Regions from separate parts of the Sus scrofa genome. Here regions 1 and 2 are each linked to region 3. A link is a contact called in public HiChIP or PLAC-seq and promoter capture Hi-C data. All regions are on one chromosome and are shown on one strand. The core of a region is the stretch at or near the end of the contact, and the rest is flanking DNA. Distances in the headings are between cores, read along the strand shown.

Region 1 (2,878 bases), core at 33-2,532, 410 kb after region 3:
CAAAATTAATTCTCAATTTCGATCACTGCATTAAAAAAAAGTACAGTCATCTGAAATTGATGGCTTATCCTCGTTTATTAAAAATAGGCTTCATTCTTGGTCCAAAGTGTATAAGGGATCAACAACCTCAAAAAGGTTATTGCCCACAATTTAGAAGCGAAGTATACACTGCAAACGTTGTTTTCCCCAAAGCGAGGTCTACTTGTTAATATAAGGGTGCCTACCGACAACTATGTAGGCTAGTAAACCCACTTCCGAAGCTGCTTTTAAAGAGATCAATTTTGGTAAACAAGAACTGAAAGCGTATTTCTGATCACTTTTTACACCCTTCAGGTGGGAGGCGCTGCGGCACAATCCATCAACAATCTTAGTCCACAGGCACAGTTTCGACCTAGCATGGGGTGCTAAACCCTGAAGTACGGAGCTTCAGTGCCGCAGGACCTCCAACTGTCTAGCGGAAATTACAGCGAATGGGCCAAAAAAGTGTGTTGACTCCCCCACCCATCCCGTCCCCAAATCCAGCCTACACAGATACCACCACGGAGCCGATTTTCGAAGACAGCTATGGGCTGCTCCTTCCTCCCAAGTCTGACAGATAAGAAGCGCCCTCTCGAGAGAGATCTGGCCCTCCAGAACGCAGCGGTAGGGAGTGACCTGCGGTCCCCAAGAAGCAGCAGGACGCTAAGCTTTCCCGAAGCCAAGTCCAAACGCCCGGGCTCCCAGGCCCCTCCCAGCCGGCGAGCGAGGAAGGGCAGAGCAAAGGGTGAAGGTGGCAGAGCTGAGGCTGGAAAACCGTCCCACAGGGCTTGCAGGACACCGGCCCACAGCGAAGGGCGGGGTGCCCTCTGTCCTCCCCAGGTCCCCGCCCCGGCCGCTCCCCGCTGGGCACCACGCTGAAGCGGCCCTGAGGACTGCCCAACTCCGCCCTCAGAGGCCCGGGCTACCTCAGGACTTGAGACCGCCGCCGCTCCCCGCAGCAGAGTCCAGGCGAACCACTCCGAGTTCCCGCCGTGTCGCCCCACAGAGCCGCCAGCAGAGCGTGGGGTCCGCGCGCCAGAAGCCTCGGGCTCAGGCGACCACGCCTCCCGCCCGCCCCACGCGACCCCGCCAACCACGCGCTCACGCCCCCAAGTGCCGGCGCCTTCAGCTCGCGGCGCGCGGCATGCCGGGACTCGGGCTTCCGGGCCACGTGATCCCGTGCTGCCCGGTAGTGACGTCACAGCGCGCGCGTGGCGAGACGCCTCTTCCGCAAACAGAGTCGTGGATGGCTAGACGGTGAGTGTGTGGCTCCGGCGCTGGGTCCGTACCCTTTGTGTGTGGCGGCCGCCGGGTGGAAGGGGAGCTCTGACTGCTGGCCGGGCTGTTCGGCGGACACCGGTACCCCTTGGCGCGGAGCGCGCCCAGGTCGGAGAGACCCGAGAGCGGCTTCAGGACTGCCAGGCTGTCGGAGCCGGAGCGGCCAGCCGCCTGGCCTGCGCGGAGGGCTGGAACCCGAGCCGGGCCGCCCCGGGCGGCTCTGTGCGTCCTTGGGCCTGAGGAGACCTGGCTGGCTGGCTGGCAGTTCAGACATGGAGCTCACCTGCTGGAGCTCGAGCTCCTGGCCCGTCGTCCCCGGGCAACTTCGGGGGTGACTGCTGCGCAGGTCACGGAGATGCCAGGCAGGTCGTTGATGCGCATCCACGGCTGTGTCTATCGACTCTTTACCCGAGTCTTTCTTCCAGGGTTCCGAAGGGCAGTCCTCTTGCGTCGGGAGCTTAATCATTATTCCACTGGGATGTTGGGTCCAAACATTCGTACCCATTTCTGGGGTCGTTTGAAATTCTGTGCTGTTTATTCTGACTGAATGGTCTTTAGGGCATCTCATCTGTGGAAATATCACAGATAAATATAAATAAATTTAACTTACATTCCCAATACTGAATTTAGGCTTTACATTTACAGTTAAAACTAATTATAGCTAAAGATAATAAATTGCTTTGATTTATTTGGAATTAAAACCGGCTTCTACTTCTTATTAGGAAGTAATTAGCAAGGAGGAGAGCTAGGGACTTGATAATTTGGTGGGCAGTTTTATTAGATAATCATTTTAAGTAGTTATTCAGAAAATTACATTTATGGGTAATTCTTTTTCTCTGTTTCAGTTCTTCCAGTTTTGGCACGTCTTGGTATTTTGTTACCTCAAACCTTGGGTAGTAAAAGCTAATATCCTTTGAAACCCTTACTGATTTAGAGTGATTTTTTACCCATTTCGTTAAGTGACTATTTCTGCTCTAGAGAGAAGAAATACTCAGAAGACTTTGTCTCTCTCTTTGTAACTTTTAAGTTCTGAATTTGCTGAATCTTACTGAGTTTTGGACTTTTGCTTTCTCTTCTCCACTTGGTTTTAATAATACAGCCTAACGTTTTAATAGTGGTATATATAAGCTGTAAACTTTCTGAAGACTCACTCACAGTGCCTTATTGAGCTTTTCTGTAGTAGGAGTTAACTAAACTTGTTGAAGTACTTATTAAGTTCTTATCCAGTAAATAGTTCACTTATTTCTCTCCAACTCCCATTTCACACATAGGCCTAAATACATTTGAAAAAGACTAATGGTCCTTAAGTTGCTGGCTGAGTCTTGAAACTTTTTGTCCAGCCATTCTGCTTTCTTGGATTTCTAATCTCATTCTGACTCCCATTATGAAATAAGTATTTTAGCAGTCAGCTGTAGGTTCTCAGACTTTTCTTGTTCTTTGTGTTGATTTTCTGTGGTGCCAGCAAAATCTCAGCCTCACCAGGTTCTGATGTCATTTAAAGGAATGTGATACAATCTACTCGGTTAAAACTGTGCTCTTCTTAAGCTGTGTATGTGATACCTTTCAGATGTCAGATTGCAGT
Region 2 (2,747 bases), core at 158-2,657, 430 kb before region 3:
TGAATTTAATGCTGAGAGAACCACCAAAGAAATTTTTTCCCTCAGCTCTCTATGCTAAAATCATTCAAAGAATAATACATATAAAAGAAATTAACTTTAAATTTAGAGCACCTCGATTTGGAGAACTGGCTTTTCTGTTTGACCATATGAGTACTTTTTAGTTGCTTTATCTTCGGTTTTACTCCTCTGAGAATTACACCTAAGAACAGATACCTCACACATCAAATTCTTTTCCCAAGGAACCTCACTGGAAAAACACTTTTACCAGCCGCACAAACCTAAAGGAAAATGCGTCTTCTCAGAGTCCCTTGTAGGTAGCAGAGTAATGCCCTGGTGTCCCCATCCACATTTTCAGGGAAGTACCAGGGAATATGTGTCTGGGGCCTACAAGAGACTTCCTTACACCTCAGCACCGATTCACCGACACTAGGTGCCATTCGAAAGAAAGGACTTTTAGGTAAGATTCCTCCATAAAAATTTCAAACTCACAAGGCAGATCCCTACCTGCTTACTGCATGTCAATAGTCACTAGGAGGGATTAGAGCAAGGAAAGGCAAAGAAATGGACGCAATGCAATAAACGGGAAAAGGCCTAGAGCATGGCAACTCAGAGTAGGAAAGAGGGGATAAGGAGGCTCCGAGGAGGAAACGTCAGGAATGCAGGTGCTATCACCGCCTTTTTAAAAGTGGAGAGGCTGCAAACACTTCCTCAAGGGCAAATGGAGAGTAAGCCCCCGGCTAGGGTCCTGCCCACCAGCCCCCGCGCCTCCGTATGCGGTCGGGGTCAGCCTGCGCGAGGCGAGATTCGCCACGGGCACAGCCGACGTGGGCTGCACCGCCGGACAGCCCTGCACGGAGGCTAGGGCCTCGCGGTGACAGAGGGGACACCGTTAATGACCCATTACTAGGCATTGGGGTCCTCCGGGCGCCAACCGCAGGCTGCAGTGACGGACACACCCCCCGGGGCGCAGGGCTCCGGCGGGACCGGCTCCCACACGCTCTGTTTCACCGGCCTCCCGGGCCCAGAGCGGACCCGCCGCTCCGAGGCCCTTCTCCACCCGGGCCCGGTGACCTTGACGCCCGGCGCCGGGCCGGAAGCGGGTTGCGGGCCGGAAGCGGACCGGGGGCGCGGAACTCACCGTCTGCAGGCAGAGCCGTTCGGTGGGTCCCGCGCGGCCGCCAGGCACGAGCGGCGGGGGCAGCCCGCGGGGCCGGCAAGCACCGCGGCCCCACAGCAGCAGGCAGCGGTGCGCCATGGCCGCCGGCGCGCCTCTCGGGCCCAGGCGCGGACTGGAAAGCAGCCTCGATGGCCCGTCAGGATCCGAACGGAGGCCACGGGAGGGTTCGCCCGCGACCCCACACTCTCCTGACGTCCTTTCGGGCCCCGGCGCGCTGACGTCAGCCGTACCGCGGCGTGCTCTAGGGCCCAGGGCCGTGGCTCCACCCCCGCAGCGTCCGGGACAGGCCGGAGGCGGGGTCTAAAGGAGGTGCTCAGACGGTGGTGGGCGGGGAAGGAGGCGGGGCCTAAAGGAAAAAGGGCGGAGGGCCCGTGCAGCGCAGCGGGCGGAGCTGGAGGCGGGGCCTAAGGGCGGAGCCTGGGGCAGGTGGGACACTTGCAGTAACGCCGCGCGCGCTGGAGCCCCGAGGCTCGCAGAGGCTGCTGAGGCCCCCACAGGTGGCCCCTTCCTTCAGGTGAGGCGTCCTGGACCCTTTGGGCGTCTCTCTCTAGGTAAGACCCTCATGGAGTGTGTTCTTGAGGGTGTGTTCAGTGGCGCCTTCTCCGCAGCAGCACCGCGGTCGGCTCTGTCAGCTGTGCGGTCCGTTTCTGGACGATGACCCTTCCTGGACAGGACAGGTGCGCCTGCCGAGGGCAGGGGCGGAGGGCTAGAGCAGACTGGGGGACGCGTCTGGGCGGCGGCGGGATGACCCGCCTGGCCAGAGGCCGGGTCCTCATCACCTCCGGGGCACAGCGGGAGAGCGCCGGCCAGGCGGGTTCTGAGGGCGCGGGGATGGCGCGGGAACGTCTCTGGATCTTGCTTCCCTTATGCGCCTCCCTGGGGCGGGGGAGTTTTGCTCCATTTTTGGTCTTTTTTTCTTTTTCCTTTTTTCCTGTGGCTATGGAAGTTGCCTGTCCCGGGAACGAACCCTCACACCTGCCGCAACTTCGGAATTCTTAATGAGCTGCTCCACAGCAGGCATTCGCCTTTTGGTTTCTCCGCTCTGCCTGGGCGTCGGGTGCTTGGTGGGCACTGTTCTGGTTAATTCTGTTGTAATGAGGGCATAGCGAGCAAATGTTACTTCTCTACTTCCCGCCTTTCTTTGTCTCTGGGACCCTTTGGGAGCAGGATGTAGGTTTCCTCACATGCTCATGCCTCCCTTCTCTCCTCATTTCTGGCTAACTGCCTGCTTTAACATTTCCCCCTTCCCCAAGGAGTCTGGACCCTTAAATTTTTTAAAAAATCAAAGAGTCCGTGGTCTGTTTTCTGTAGCGGCTTTAAGATGGAGCAGGGGCTTTGTCCCTATGTGTGGACAACTGCGTGTGGGGTCCAGACCATCTTGCCATCTGTCAGAGATCAGGGTCTTGGGGTCACTGACAGTGGCAGAGATGGAGAGTAGTGAATATTAGGAGGTTGCAGCCCTGTCCAGTGGATGTTGATAATGCCCATCTTCATGGCGGGACGGGTTGAAATCCCTGGCCTACCATTATCTACAGGTGAAACTGTTGTAATCTAGAAGAAACAAGCTTAA
Region 3 (2,700 bases), core at 22-2,521:
AAATGGGAAGGGGGAAAGTCCGGAATCACTGCGGTTTACAGGAAAGCCTTAATTCTGACGTTTCACTGTGCAGAGCGACCGCGGGAGCAGCATTAACTCACCAACCACTCAGTACGATCTTGGAAACAACGTGCTAATGATTAAACGGTGGAGAACAGACAACCGAGTCATTTTAAAAGAGCTTAACTCAAGTACACTTGGAAGTGAAATGCTCGGCAGGTAGCCTGAGAAGCCAACATAGAGCTCGTTCCCTCGCGGAAAGGACTGTAACCCAGGAGGGCCTGGGGAAACAAGCGCCCGGGCGGGGAACCCCTCACGTCGCGCGGAAGTCGGGATGGGGCACGGGGCGACCATTCTCGGCACCCCCTACCTCCCCGAGCTCCTCCCCGAACGCCGAGACAAACCGGGCGCGCCGCAACGCCCCTCCCCGCGAACCCCCGCCCCTGTCACCCCGAGCCCCGTCACCTCGGGCCCCGCCGCATCCCCGCCCACGCCCGCCACCGGCACCGCCCCCGGAGACGACTGCGCCTGCGCGCACGCCGGTACCCTGCTGCCCAGGCCCAGGCGGCGCACGCGCGTCCTGACGCGGCCCGCGCGCGGCCACTTCCGCCCCAGCGGGAGGCGGGGGAGGCGGCGGGCGCTGGCGGGCGCGAGCCGGGTCCTCGGAGGGGCAGGCGGCGGCTGCGTGAGCCCTCCACTCACCAGGTATAGCTGCTGCCAGCGATTCTGAGCGTCCAACTCCTCAAACTCCCGCTCGATGGCGGCCGACATGGCGGCGGGAGGGAGCTGGCGCGAGGGAGCCTGCGCCGGCGGAGAGGTTCGGGCCCCGCACGATCCGGGCAGCGCGCTGCCGCTGCCGCGCATGCGCGCTCCACGCCCGCCCCGCCCCCTCGCAGACCGGGGCGCGGGGAAAGTACCTGGTGCGTGACGTCAGCGCGCTGCTTGCGCCACGCGGGCGGGGCACCGGGGGAGGCGTGGTCCTGACGGCGCCCAGGTGGAGGGGGCGGGGCCGGGAGGAACCCCGGATATGCAGGCGAAGGACGCGGAAGGCGAGCTGCCGGGGTTCTGGGCCTCGTCGCTTGGCGAGTGTGCTGGGGAGACCTGTTTCCTCCTTGCCGTCCCATGTCTTTTTCCCTGTTAGTCTTAATTTTTAGAACAGCGTTGCTTGAACTGATTTTGGGGGAGGGGTTTATGCTTTTTAGGGCCTCACGTGCAGCATATGGAAGTTCCCAGGCTAGGGGTACAGTCAGAGCGCTGCTGCCAGCCACAACCAGGTCCAAGCCGCCTCTTCCACCTACACCACAGCTCATGGCAACTCCGGGTCCTTTACCCACTGAGGAAGGCCGGGGATCAAACCAGCATCCTCATGGGTACTAGTCCGAGTCTTCACTGCTGAGCCAGAACAGAAACTGCTGAACTTCATTTATTTATTTGTCTTTTTAGTGCCACTTGCTCTGCATATGGAGGTTTCCAAGCTAGGGTTTGAATTGGAGCTGTAGCTGCTGGCCTACACCACAGCCACAGCAATGCAGGATCCAAGCTGCATCTGTGGCCTATATCACAGCTCATGGCAATGCCGGATCCCTAACCCACTGAGCAAGGCCAGGGATGAAACCTGAGTCCTAATGAATACTAGTTGGGTTCATTTCCACTGAGCGACAATGGGAACTCCCTGAACTTTATTTTAAATGTCATCTAGGTCAGTTTAGACCCGTGTCCCACTTTCTCCTCTAGGAGGAAATAAACCAGACCTGAGGCCAGCTTCTGCGCAGCCTCGGGTTTTGTGCCAAATAAACCGCTATAGCAGAAGAGGTAACCTCTTCTGGAGGTTGGAGACTACACTTGTAAATGTTCCACAACTGAAAAGCTAGTGTTACCTCTGAAAAGGACAAATCATCTTTTACCAAACAAACTGCTGATGATGAAAATCATCTCACTTTATGTTAAGATAATCCATTGTTGGGAAGCTCACGTGCTTAGAACATCTTATATCACCTTCAGTAAGTAATGTGAAGGGTTAGAAGAACTTTAGCTGTGCATCCACTAAATAAAAGTTAAATTTAACCAAAGTTCCCATCGTGGTTCAGTGGGTTAAGAACCAAACTAGTATCCTTGATGTTGTGGGTTCATCCCTGGCCTTGTTCAGTGGGTTAAGGACCCCACATTGCTGTGAGCTGTGGTGTAGGTCACAGATGTGGCTCAGATCTGCTGTGGCTGTGGCGTAGACTGGCAGCTGCAGCTCCGATTCAATCTGTAGCTTGGGAACTTCCATATGCTGCAGATGCATCCCTAAAAAAAAAGTTAAATTTTAATTAAAGTGAAATGATAGAGTCCTCTGAGCTCTTTCTCAGCGAGGTCTGGGCTTTTGGAGTTCCCAGTTTCTCTCTGCATTGTCGAATTCCATTAGGAGTCCCCGAATCTCAGTATCTGAGCATTTACAGTTTAAATCAGGTTCCTCATCTTCTGCCGTCCCCCAAGTGACATCTGGCCCACCTTCAGCAAAAATCCTACTAGATCAGCTTGCCCAACCAACATCCCTCTCCCCTTTCTCTGTATAAACCAAGACTACTACAGGGTGTTCCCGAAGTGACGCAGCCAGTTATTAATCCCAGGTTGTCTTTGGATCAGTGCGGGTTTGACCCTGCAGAGGAACTTCAAATGGAGTCCTTGGGAAGTTGCATGTCCCCAGAGATAGACTTG

The links. Promoter capture Hi-C pulls out the DNA fragments that hold promoters and counts their contacts. HiChIP or PLAC-seq counts read pairs in DNA pulled down with a chosen protein or histone mark.
Region 1: an H3K27ac HiChIP or PLAC-seq map of alveolar macrophages shows a contact between it and region 3. The contact joins the promoter of RNMT here to the promoter of PTPN2 in region 3. A contact is called at or near these places in 1 of 47 Hi-C or Micro-C datasets (heart right ventricle) and 1 of 2 datasets of contacts at active chromatin or transcription factors (alveolar macrophages).
Region 2: a promoter capture Hi-C map of liver shows a contact between it and region 3, with 2.5 times the contacts expected there. The contact joins the promoter of AFG3L2 here to the promoter of PTPN2 in region 3. A contact is called at or near these places in 1 of 5 promoter capture datasets (liver) and 1 of 2 datasets of contacts at active chromatin or transcription factors (skeletal muscle).

What each region holds. Positions count from the first base shown.
Region 1 is chr6:96,361,218-96,364,095 of Sscrofa11.1, reverse strand. It overlaps RNMT (mRNA cap guanine-N7 methyltransferase), which reads left to right and starts at 1,282. Exons shown (of 12, transcript XM_021096015.1): 1 at 1,282-1,662. FAM210A (protein FAM210A) reads right to left here and starts at 656. Exons shown (of 5, transcript XM_021096018.1): 1 at 542-656.
Region 2 is chr6:97,199,550-97,202,296 of Sscrofa11.1, reverse strand. It overlaps AFG3L2 (AFG3-like protein 2), which reads right to left and starts at 1,407. Exons shown (of 19, transcript XM_021096024.1): 1 at 1,139-1,407. The coding sequence starts at 1,255. PRELID3A (PRELI domain containing protein 3A) reads left to right here and starts at 1,505. Exons shown (of 10, transcript XR_002344989.1): 1 at 1,505-1,728.
Region 3 is chr6:96,768,435-96,771,134 of Sscrofa11.1, reverse strand. It overlaps PTPN2 (tyrosine-protein phosphatase non-receptor type 2), which reads right to left and starts at 1,271. Exons shown (of 9, transcript XM_021096023.1): 1 at 703-1,271. The coding sequence starts at 864.